Linked DNA regions of Zea mays: region 2 is linked to region 1. The links are chromatin contacts, called in public Hi-C maps. All regions are on one chromosome and are shown on one strand. The core of a region is the stretch at or near the end of the contact, and the rest is flanking DNA. Distances in the headings are between cores, read along the strand shown.

What was found. A called contact is a pair of places that touch in the nucleus more often than the background predicts.
Region 2: a contact with region 1 is called in a Hi-C map of leaf, with 5 times the contacts expected there. The contact joins the promoter of LOC100276896 here to the promoter of LOC100278542 in region 1. A contact is called at or near these places in 5 of 25 Hi-C or Micro-C datasets (bundle sheath, ear, leaf and 1 more).

What each region holds. Positions count from the first base shown.
Region 1 is chr3:198,967,728-198,973,317 of Zm-B73-REFERENCE-NAM-5.0, reverse strand. It overlaps LOC100278542, which reads right to left and starts at 2,204. Exons shown (of 9, transcript NM_001151782.1): 1 at 1,841-2,204; 2 at 1,686-1,754; 3 at 1,532-1,585; 4 at 1,367-1,436; 5 at 1,195-1,272; 6 at 835-1,083; 7 at 676-721; 8 at 499-577; 9 at 176-404. The coding sequence starts at 2,167. The coding sequence ends at 312.
Region 2 is chr3:199,130,387-199,135,976 of Zm-B73-REFERENCE-NAM-5.0, reverse strand. LOC100276896 reads right to left here and starts at 2,700. Exons shown (of 4, transcript NM_001150595.2): 1 at 2,520-2,700; 2 at 1,533-1,605; 3 at 1,395-1,450; 4 at 930-1,301. The coding sequence starts at 2,575. The coding sequence ends at 1,181. It overlaps LOC100383102 (putative xyloglucan glycosyltransferase 12), which reads right to left. Exons shown (of 5, transcript NM_001175773.2): 2 at 5,117-5,425; 3 at 4,737-5,027; 4 at 4,525-4,638; 5 at 3,517-4,390. The coding sequence ends at 3,770.

The DNA.
Region 1 (5,590 bases), core at 955-3,454:
ATATGATGGTTGGGAAAAAAATAAGGATAAAATATAAATGACGAAATTTAGAGAATATTGCTGGAAATGGTCAAGATATCGAGAATAAATTTTTTTAAATTATACTGTAAAGGTCAAAAAAAATATTTCTTTAAAGGATGAAATTTAGATGGACAGCCTTATACTGGCACACGTCTTAGTACGGTCCACGTCGTTTTTTTATTTATTATACACAAAGCGTATACCTGCTGTCGGCCCTGTCCATATGAATCATGAACAACCGCAACAAGGAGTAGTAATTGATAGAATGGGCAAGCTTCTTTTCCTTTTTACTACGATAGGCTGCGGCTAAGCAGCCCTTGGAACGACCTGAAGAGGTCCATGTTTTCTGCACCGAAGATCTCGTCCGCCTTCCTCAGGGTCTCCTGCATCGCAACAGTATACGCGAATATCAACGATTCGGTGCCTGAAGCTGTGAACAGGTCTTTTGAAGATTGAAGCTCGGTCAAAGCTTCCCACCTCTCGAGATTGCCTATGGGCGTTGAGCTCCTTGATATTGGAAAGAAAAGCCGCAAATTGTTCGTATGACAGGCGGTGTCTGGGGATGCGAGTACCAAGTTAAGCTACTTTTCTATGAAGAAATGGACGCAGGTCTGCATATATCAGGGTTCAGGCAAGCGTGGGGGATAACCATACCTTGCTTGACGAAAGAACTCCTTGCCATCTACTCTTGTACCGCGTCCTGATTCAGAGTCCGTCGAGAAAATGTCAGGATTTATTTATTTATTTATTTATTTATTATTATTTTGCAAAGGATCTATCTGAATGCTGACAAGATGCCTCACAAAGCACCACCTGAGATAGACTGTCCACGAGGTGGCGAGTTGGCTGCAGAGGACATCTTGCTCGAGGGTAGCCATGGCGACATCGCCATGTGGCCCTCCAATCGCGGCGAGGTGGCGCCGGACGCCAGTTTGGGCGACACCGCCGTGGAGTACCTTCTCGGGGATGTCGCGGCGGTTCTCAGCTTCGGCGCAGGATCCGAGGTGAGGCGTGGAGTGATGTGCGTGATGGTCAGTTTCTGCTCAAATGGCCTCGTCGTCACTGCTCAGCTCGAAGCAAAGCAAGCGTGCAGGACACAGGGCCAAGGAGCATCAGTCGATAAACACTTGCAAAAATTATGGAGATGCGTGTCTTGGTCACTGATCATACTACCTTCCTGATTTACGCTGTCGGCTTCGACGGACTCGTCGGATAGAGAGGATACAGGATGGCTGTTCTTCTCTAGCCCGTCTTCAGAAAGGGAAAGGGCCGTATCAGATCGTATGAACAGAGTGGTGAGAGTGAGACGACGAGACGTTGTGCATGGCAGCAAGGGACACAGTACCTTTCCAGGAATTCGCTTTTGCCACCGATTGCTCGTAGGTTCTTATGTCTACTGTTTCCTGATGATGAGTCTGTTGAGGGGCACGAAACAGAACACGAGTGCTCTTCTTGAGGATATAAACCAACGGAGAAGGAAACGCAGGCAGGAGGAGGATCATCAACTCACTTGGGAATTATCATCGCCCAGCGACTGCATCAGGTGCCGCTTGAAGGTTTCCAGCTGCATGTCAGTTAAAAGAAACAGAAAAGAAAAAGAAGGAAGAACTAATGTGAGCTTACAGTCACGGCTGAGGTGCACGTACTGATCTCGATCACATCACCTTGGCGAGGTCCCTGGCCAGCTTCTTGGACGTCTGCGCGAGCGAGTCCCGCTCCTTGGCCAGCTTGGCCTTCGCCGACGCACAGAATCGCAACCGAAATCAACCGGCTCATCAGTAAGCAGGCAGAGAGCGCGAGATGGAGAATGAAACCTCACGTTGTCGTCGAGTGCGCTGCGGAGCCGCGCGTCGGCGTCGCGGAGCGCCTGCTCGAGCTTGGCGGCCCTGTCGGCGAGCTCGGCGGCGAGGCGGTCCCTGTCGGCCAGCCTCTGCCGTAGCCGCGCGGCCTCCAGCTCGAGGCGCGAGGCCCGGGACGCCACGGCCACGGCCGTGATCTTGCGCGCCACCTCCAGCTGCTCGTACGGGTCCGGCGGCAGCGCGGCCGCGATGGCGTCCGGCAGCGGCAGCTCAGCGGACGGCGCGGGCTCGGGGCCCGGCTCCGGCGGCGGTGCAGCAACGGCCGTGGGCGTGGGGCTCAGCGCCATCAGAGTCCGGGAGCGTGCTGATGGTGGGTGTGCGGGTAGCGAGATCCGAAGCTGGGAGCCGCGGTTTATCATCGGGAGAGCTCGGGCCGTGGACTGCTGTGGGGGCGCGACGAGTGGCGGGGCTGCTTTGCGTGCATTTGAATACTTCGCGACGCACGTACAGAGAGAGTTGTCCTTGGGCTTTTTTGCGTGCCACCTTTGGTGACCGGGTCGACGAGGCGACGGCCGAGTGTTCGGTGCTCCTCTCCGACTCCGATTCATAAATTTCAGTGCTGAACGGTGTGCAATGAAGCCGTTTCCACCCATCCACTCAGATCCTTTGAAGCAGACGCTTCATGTGTGACGTGTTTGTTCTTCGCGGGCCACGCGATTTCTCAATTCGTGGTGGATCAGTGCGGCGACATCGTGAAAAAGTTGTTTTTTGTTTACTCACTACCAAACAAATGCACACATGTTATTTTATAAGTCAGCCAATTTTAAGATTGACAAAATCAGAGTTCTTAAAACTTGACCTCATTTGTTCGCACCGGAGGGTTTCACGGAGAAAAGGTTTAGCTGCACGTTGACACGTGGCAGGCTTTGAGATTTTAGAACTGTCCATCGGCCACCACAGACACCGTGCGAACGATGGAACAGAGGACCTATCCTCCGCAGCGCACATCTCCCCGTGTTGGTGGGCACAGGCCATTAGACCAACGTGCACGTCCTCATCTCTTCGTCCCGTCGCATCAACCCCGACCCAACGAATCCTCGGTGCTTGCTGCTCGCTCCCTCACTCTGCCTGCTTGACTGTTTCCCAGAAGTGAGCGACTCCGTTCCTATTCACCACGTCCTGTCCACTCCCCCACCCCCAACGCCACGCCACTAGCAGCAGCCACACGCAGTTACTTGTGGTATCTCCCGCGGTCTCACCCTCGCCGCTACCGTCGAGCCCATGGTCGTCGATGACTCTGCCTCCAAGAATACCAAACGCAAACAGCTCAAGCCCGACGTCGTCGTGGAGGCAGATGAGGGGGTTTCTTTGACCAAGAAGAAAGAGAATAAGGAAAAAAGAACAAAGCGAAGGAATCGCCTCTTTTGCTCTGTTGGTCGCGTCCTCTAGCGAGGAGGAGAGGAGCATCACCAGCTCCGAGGAGACAACCCCCACCGTGAAGAAGGCAAATAAGGGGAAGACGAAGAAGAATGTTGAGGTCTCTTCTTCAGCCTCAGATGATCACGACCGACGGTGATGACGAGACATTATGGTGGTTGCGGCCACCCGAGGACGAACATGGCGCCACCTCCCATGTCGACCTCGAGCTACGTGCCCCTACACCCTCGTGCTCTCCGGTTTGTATAAAAAAGAAGTTTGATTTTTCTTTATCTTGGATTAACATGCTCCCACTCATGTTGCTAGATCCTCGCTCGAATTTCGCGTACGAGGAGGCGGATCTAGGCCAGCGGGCGACACTAGCCCGCGAGCGAGCGCGACGACGAGATGGAGGACGTCGCGCTGCTCGACTCGTACGATGAGGAGATGGAGTCGCACGTGTGCATCACCGGCATGGCGTGTTCCACCTGCACCAATGTCATCGAGGCTGCCGTCTCCGCGCACCATAAAGGCGGTGCGTCGCCGTGTGGTTACTCCAGAACCACGCCCACGTCATGCTCGACACTGCAATTATATAACAAAAAGACAAATGTTTTGAGTGGCAAAATTCCAATTATTTCCACCGCGATGGCCAAGGTGCTTATCAGTGCTCCTCTCCTTCTTTGGTGTGGCGTGTGTCGACGGGTGATTCAATCCTTGCGTGCTTGCAACCATTGGTTGGACGTGAGCCTCGTGCAACTCCGTGGAAAGTTGGGAGCTCTCCTGCAAGCTTGTGTGGTGGTATTTTCTTATTTTAATTGTCTACAGTTTTTTAGGTATTTTGTTCGTGTTTTAAGCCATTTTAGCCATGGAGTTCACTATTCCTATGAAAAATTGTAGGGGATATACAAAGTTCCTCATACTAAAGCTACGAAGTGTGTGGCTCCTGTGTCTCCGAGGTCGTACGAGGACATTGCAACACTACTTTTTAGGTGACCTAAAGAAAAATTCGTATATTATATCGTGTTGGCACTGATGCTTGTTGTTATTTTTTATTAGGCCAAGAGTATGAGGGGCTTTGTTGCAGGATACTGAAGAAAAATGGTGATGATAATAGCTAGATATTGTTGATTTATCAGTATTGATGAATTCTTTGCTATGTAAACTTATTACATTTTATGGCCGATTGATTTATACCAAACTTGTAGAAAAGGTATGGGAATGAAAGTATGAGACTGCTTTCCAACAGATGACTTTAGTGTGAACAGGTTGTTTAGTTGCTAGAAGACAGTGTTGGTCTATATTCCTTGTTGATAAGTTCTCTTCTTTGAAGCAAACTGGTCTATCATGCCTAACCGCTCTCCTTCTCCAAAGCAACTTGTTCTGCTTCTTCTTGCTTTAGTGTCTATACCTTGGATGTTGATTCCAAAACCTCTTCTTTTGAAGAAACAACATCATCAAGTATGTTTACATAGTATTATCCTATCGGTGACTTGATGTTGTATGGTTGCAGTTTACTTTTATTCTGAATATTATATGTTTCTTTTTAATCAGATGGACCAAGGTCACCAGTACGCCATGCTTCAGAGCACTGATGAATCAGTGGGAGCAGGGTTGGGGGGAACATCATGATAACGCTTTGTTCTGGGTGCAGTCTCAAACACTGTTTCATACCTTTGTCTTTGAAGATACATAATTTTGTAGTAGTGACTTTTAACTGCCACAGGTAAAGAAATTAACTGTTATACTAGACCACAACAATTCTACTAACAACATAGAGAATAAATCCAAGTTAATATCAAGTACCTTTTTGTTTGCTAGGTAATGTTTATCAATCAGTTCTAAAACTCCAACTCTACAATCTGATGCTATTTTGTTTTGGGGCACAATGACAACCATGTGATCGGAGAAATTTAGTGCCTTTGTATTATGGTATGAGCAACTTGCCGCGATCGAGGAATGGTAGTGCATATAGCAATTTTCTGCCATGTGGTCTCTAGAATGTTATTACACAATACAATATTATGACATTGCCCCTCTTTCTAACAAGGTTAGTTTTATTTATTACAAGTCAACACTTTTCTTTAGACTAAGTGAATAATCAGATTTCATATAAACATTTCATATAAACCTTTTTAAAATGCATGAACAAGTATGTGTGTTGTTGTGCTTGCAGGAGTTGTTTCTGGTCATTCACTTCCTCTCTATGGTGCTTGTTTGCTCTTACTTCAACTTTGCTCTATTTCACCTTCATTATTGAAGATTTTTAATGCGATGCTAGCAAGTATTTGCCTTATCAAGAAGTAGTTTGATTTGTTTTCCTATTATGTTTTACACTTGAAAAACAAATTTGC
Region 2 (5,590 bases), core at 1,451-3,950, 160 kb before region 1:
AGAAGGCTCATTGATGACCTACAAGATTATGCAAGAATCTAAGAACACAGGATAGAACCAAGCTGAACACAAAAATCATAAATAAACAAAACAAAAAAAGGATTTAAAGGAACTATACGGTAGAACCAAACACTAGTCGACTGAAGAACAGGACATCTGATGTGATCACAAGACCATTAATCATTAGAGCATTAGACCATACAGTCATACTATTCATCTCACAGTAGCTTAGATCGTAACTGTTCATGGACGTGAGAACACTTTAGACGAGTCTAACGATCACGCAGAAAGGTTCCAGATAGAAAAGTGTGGTGTCAAATTGGTCCAACGACGTCGCACTATACACTACAGAGCGTGGCCCTGACAGTCGGGCAACAGCCTGTGTTGACACAATACTGACAAGAGCCGTTGTGAGGCGTTGGTCCAACAGTGCAACCATTGGACGATCAGATGGTGAGTGGAGTTGGCTTTTATTAGTACAACAGCTATATCTCTCCTTAAGGCTATTAATAGGATCCTAAACCAGCCATTTGAGATGTGTAGGAGCTGAGAAAAAATAGCCATTGAGTTGAGACTCAAACACAATAGCTCTAAACATCTAAATGCTTAAGAAATTACTCGTTAATTAACGTAGTTGTTTTGCGAAGTGCTTAGATTAGTAAGACCACTATTATCAGTGCTTGTTCTAGGTTTTTTCTAACGATCAAAAGTAAGAAATAGACACCCCTCGTGTTTGTGCGCATTATTATATTATCTTAGGATAGTCTTGCAATATCATAACAGTTATGTTTATGGTGTAGCTGCCACTGCATAGAGAAAACGGCTCGTAACGTTTTTTTTACCGAGAAACACGATAACGGAGATGGGAGATGACATATAGCATCATCCGGAGAGGCCACAACCAGAGACCAGACCAAGACCACTCATTACTCGTGGAGAAAGCCTAACTGAGGATATATAGATAATTTTTACCTATTCATCATCTATACATTTCACAACGGCATTGCCGAAAAGAATTAACCGTTCCGAATAGGATTTGACCAATCAAGGGCAAATACTACACTAGCTTGACACAGATCAAGAGCAGTTCCACTGGTAAAGACTGTCCAAAACTCCAAATTGCTCACAGGCGAACTAAAATCAACTCCGCAATGCCGTGTATGAGATTGTTCATCAAGATTCAAGAATGCCCTGCATTGGCCACACCATATTCTTCGACGAGCTTCGTCACGAGTCCCATAAGATCCACAAATGAGCTGAACGATGCTCGCAGGAAGCGGGCCTCCACGGCTGCGAAGTGGCTGAATTCGCAAAATAAGATGGACTTCAGTCTTTAGCCTTGACACGGGAACGCGCAGAAAAACAGTTAGAGATGACAGAACGGATATACTAACACGGCCAGCTTGCTGCCTGATAGAGTCATCTCCCTCTTCACCTTGTCAGGCTGCAACTGCAATATAAAGTTGCAAAGCTGTCGGCAAGATGAAAACTGGACGAGTTCACAAAGTGCCAGTAGAATACGGCTACTTTACCTCCTTGTCAACTGCTAACGTTCTGTAGACTATGGATGCATTTTCTTCAGACCCATAATCGACTTCAAGGTTACTGCCAAACGATATGTCAGTGGTGCGCTGTGAGTTCTACCCAGAAATCATTCACAGCAGAAGCAAAATACTCCTACACGGTAGGGAAGTAGTGGTAACATGTATCAAGTCGTTGCGTTTTTCTTTTTCTTTGACCCATCAGGAAAATATCATCTCAAATTATCATCAGAGCACGGTGTCGAGGTCAATCGGGGAACCAAGCAAAGCTATGGACACTGATATCGAGTTACCCCTCCCTGGAAATCATAATAAGGATGGACTTGCCAAGCTACATCTACATGCTACCAATTCCCACAGGTTCAGTCGGTTTTTCCCCAACAATCATTCATGAAAATACACGGTTTTCCTATGTACCTTCATCCCATTGATTAAGGCATGCGTGTATTTTAAGAAGTCTAACCTTTTAAATCTTTGACTAACAATTATAGAGTGGAAACATAGTCTGGTGATACATTAATAAATCAATTTCCACGCTTCATCCTATCAATTTGAGATAAACTTATATCTAGATTTTAGAAAGTGGTGGAATGTCAAAATTCCAAGCTAAATAGCCTACTCTATTAAGTAGATCCTAATTCCTCCAAAATAAAGGAATCCAAACGGCCCCTAAAGAGAGTCCGAACTTAGGTGGTCTAGACATTCGTTTATACACTGCCATTTTCTGCCTAACAATAACCGTTAGTTTCTCTCCAAGGAAATCCGTCGAACATGAAACAAGCATGGCGGTGCAGCCTCGCACAGGGCAGGGCACAGCCGTCAACAGCATTCGCAGTGCACAAAGGAATCGTAACAGCAAATTAGCTGAGCAAGGAAGCTACGTACCTAAACAGTACGCAAATCTGACTGCATCCGCACACTGCCGGCCAGGGATAGAAGGCAGGGAGACTGGAAGACGGGCAGGGAGGGAAGACTCACCAGGTGAAGTCCCAGCCGCCGGATGAAGATGTTGGCGGAACGGAAGCAGCAGCCATAGCGGCAGCGGTTCACACACCGGTCGCCCCCCTGGCTGCAGCTCCGCGAGTAAGAGTTTTCGAGGCAGAGGCGGCGCTCGGAGTTGGAGGCGCCGTTGGTGAATGGAGATGGGTTGTTCCTAAACCCCTTCCCCAGTTCCCCTGATACCCTGTCTCTCTCCACCATCACTGCTGGACAAGTGGGCTGGAAGATTACCGTTCGTGAGCCGCATGTGATCTGGGCCCATGTAGGGCCACTTAGTCGATAATGCTGTCGACGGGCTTAACTCTCAACTCTCCTGGACGAGCCCAGCATGGCAGTAGGTAGCAAGTACCATACAGCATACACGAGGTGAGGACCGAGTAGAGATTGAAAACGAAAGCGGAATCGATCGAGATAACCTCTCCTCTGATTTTATTTTTACGATTTATTTTGAAAACGGGATGTTGTCCGTTAGGCTATTTTATCTCTAATAGTTTATTCATTCTCATCTTCATACATATATTTAAACTCCACTTTATGAACAAACTGTGCAATTCTACACTAACAAATTCTACACTGACAGTGTTTTGAATGTGAATTATTGGACATGGTCTTAGCGACAAATTAAATGCTATCGCCAACCACTTCTATCGTCGGGGTCAAACTCATCTTCCTCCTCGTTAGCTTCACCCCACCATCACCGATTCACCGATCGTCAACTGCTTTGACGGCAATAGCAGTAGTCGCTCATACTTGCGCTCTTGCATTCACAAACAGAGCCCGTAGGCATTCTACTGATGCACTCATGCAGAACATCTTCTTCCCTTTTTCTGGGTTCCCCTTAGCGCAATCCTTTATCCACATGTTAGAATTCAAGAAACGAACAAGTATCATTCAGTATGCATTCGTACTAACTGGCCAAATTACATGGATCCCAAACAGTATCCCCCTTTGAAGGTAAACTGTCAAGAAAGCAAAATGACCCCACTGAAAGATTTTCTTACAAAAGAATCAGACCCCAGTCCACAGTCTCAAGCCATATATCTACAATCCACAGTACACCGTTTCAAGTATCCCTAACCATCTATAACCCCTCTTAATCCGGAACCAAATCTTCTCGTGTTTGCGTTGAATCATATACCGTGCCTGCCTTTACCTGAAGTGCTCCCTGTTCGCATTGCCACCGCTCGCAGCAAAAACAAATACCGCCATTACTCTCCCTTGTATTCCCGTCACTCAACTTGCTCGCCGATCAGATCGAGCCCAACGACCAAAAACGATACCCCTTGGAACAGAAGGAAGTAGAAGTGTATTCCTTGCACCGATATCAGGCTCCGAGCAGCTGCTGTTAAGAGAAGGAAGGAGAGCGCCAGCTCCTTCCTGTATATCCTATTGTGTTTCTTCCTTTGGGAGTCCTTTCTGAGACTGGAGGAAGGCTCCTTTGCAAGGGAACCAAGGTTGGATGCGGACCCTGCCCTTTGCTGTCTAGGCTGCTTCTCGACGACGAGATCGCCCTCGGAAGAACGGCCTGATTTCTTGGTGACGACCCACTCGTGGGCGCTCCCGAGCTGGAACAGGCCGGAGACCATGGCGTTGAACTTGGTTACCGACATGGTGTTCTCGAACAGGAGATAGGGCACGATAAACGGGAACGATTTCGGGGCTGGGAGGATGTTCAGCAGGGACATGGTCGCCGGGATGTAGCACACGACCCAGGCAGGGAGCTCGGCTTCGGGAATAAACATCGTCATGGGAAGGATGATGCAGAAAAGGGTGAAGGAATAGAAGGGCAGAATGAGCTTGCGGAGGAGAAAGAAAAGAAATATGAGGTTGAACTTCTTCCAGAATCCGATCTGCAGCAAAAAAAAAAGGAATGAAAGGTTAGCGGTTAGCCCCAGCATAAAAAAAGGTTCAAAATTTTCCGAAAAGCAAACATGTTAACTTATTGTTGAGCATATAATCATAGAGAGCAAGGAAAGGTCCACACCTTCGACTTGATAATATCCACAAAGCAGAGTCTAAATAACTGCATGGGACCAGAATGCCATCGGTGTTGCTGCTTTCGATATGCCTCATATGACTCCGGCAATTCACACTGGCACTGAAAGAATAATCATGCAACACAGCTTCATTTGTAATCACAAGTCTTAACACAATATAATATAACCATAAAGTAAAATGTTATATATGTGTAAGTACCTCAACATCGTTAAGGAACAGAAACTTCCAACCCTTGAGGTGTGCTCGGACAGCAATATCCATGTCCTCCACTGTTGTCCTCTCCATCCATCCACCTGAATCCTCGAGTGCCTTTATTCTCCACACTCCTGCCGTTCCATTGAATCCAAAGAAATTGAGGAAGATCCCATTAACCTGCTGCTCCACCTCAAAGTGGAAGCAAAGGTTTATGTTTTGCAGCCTAGTTAGCAAGTTCTCATCCTTGTTCACAAAAGACCACCTTGCCTGAACTAACCCAACGTCCTCATTGCCCTAGAAACCTCTCGCACAATGAGTCAGACAATTGAATTCACATGGACTCATCCTTAGATGAAAATGCAAGCAAAAGATGTCCGCCAAACCTTGAAATGGGGCACAGTTCGCTTCAGGAAGTCTGGCTGGGGTTGAAAATCAGCATCAAAGATAACAACAAACTCATAATCCTTTACATAGCTGCAGTTCATGGCTGACTTGAGATTTCCAGCCTTGTAGCCATCACGAATTAACCGGTGTCGGTACAATATGCGAACGCCTTCCCGTTGCCACTTCTCCACCTCCTCTTTAATAAGTGTTGAAGTGGCAGCGTCATCAGAATCGTCTAGCACCTGCACCAAGAAGTTTGGCCTTGGCCAGTCCAGACCGCAAACAGCACCAATAGATTGCTGGTACACCTGCAACCATATAAATCCCCGCTTCAAGATTGTTAAAAAAATGTAATCTTAGACTTTTCTGAAGTAGTAATTTAGTAAGATGTAAAAACATGCTAACATAACAACCATTGGTTTCAGCGGTTTCCTCCTCCAAGCCTACGATCAGTTCAATGTCCATTAGTCCTC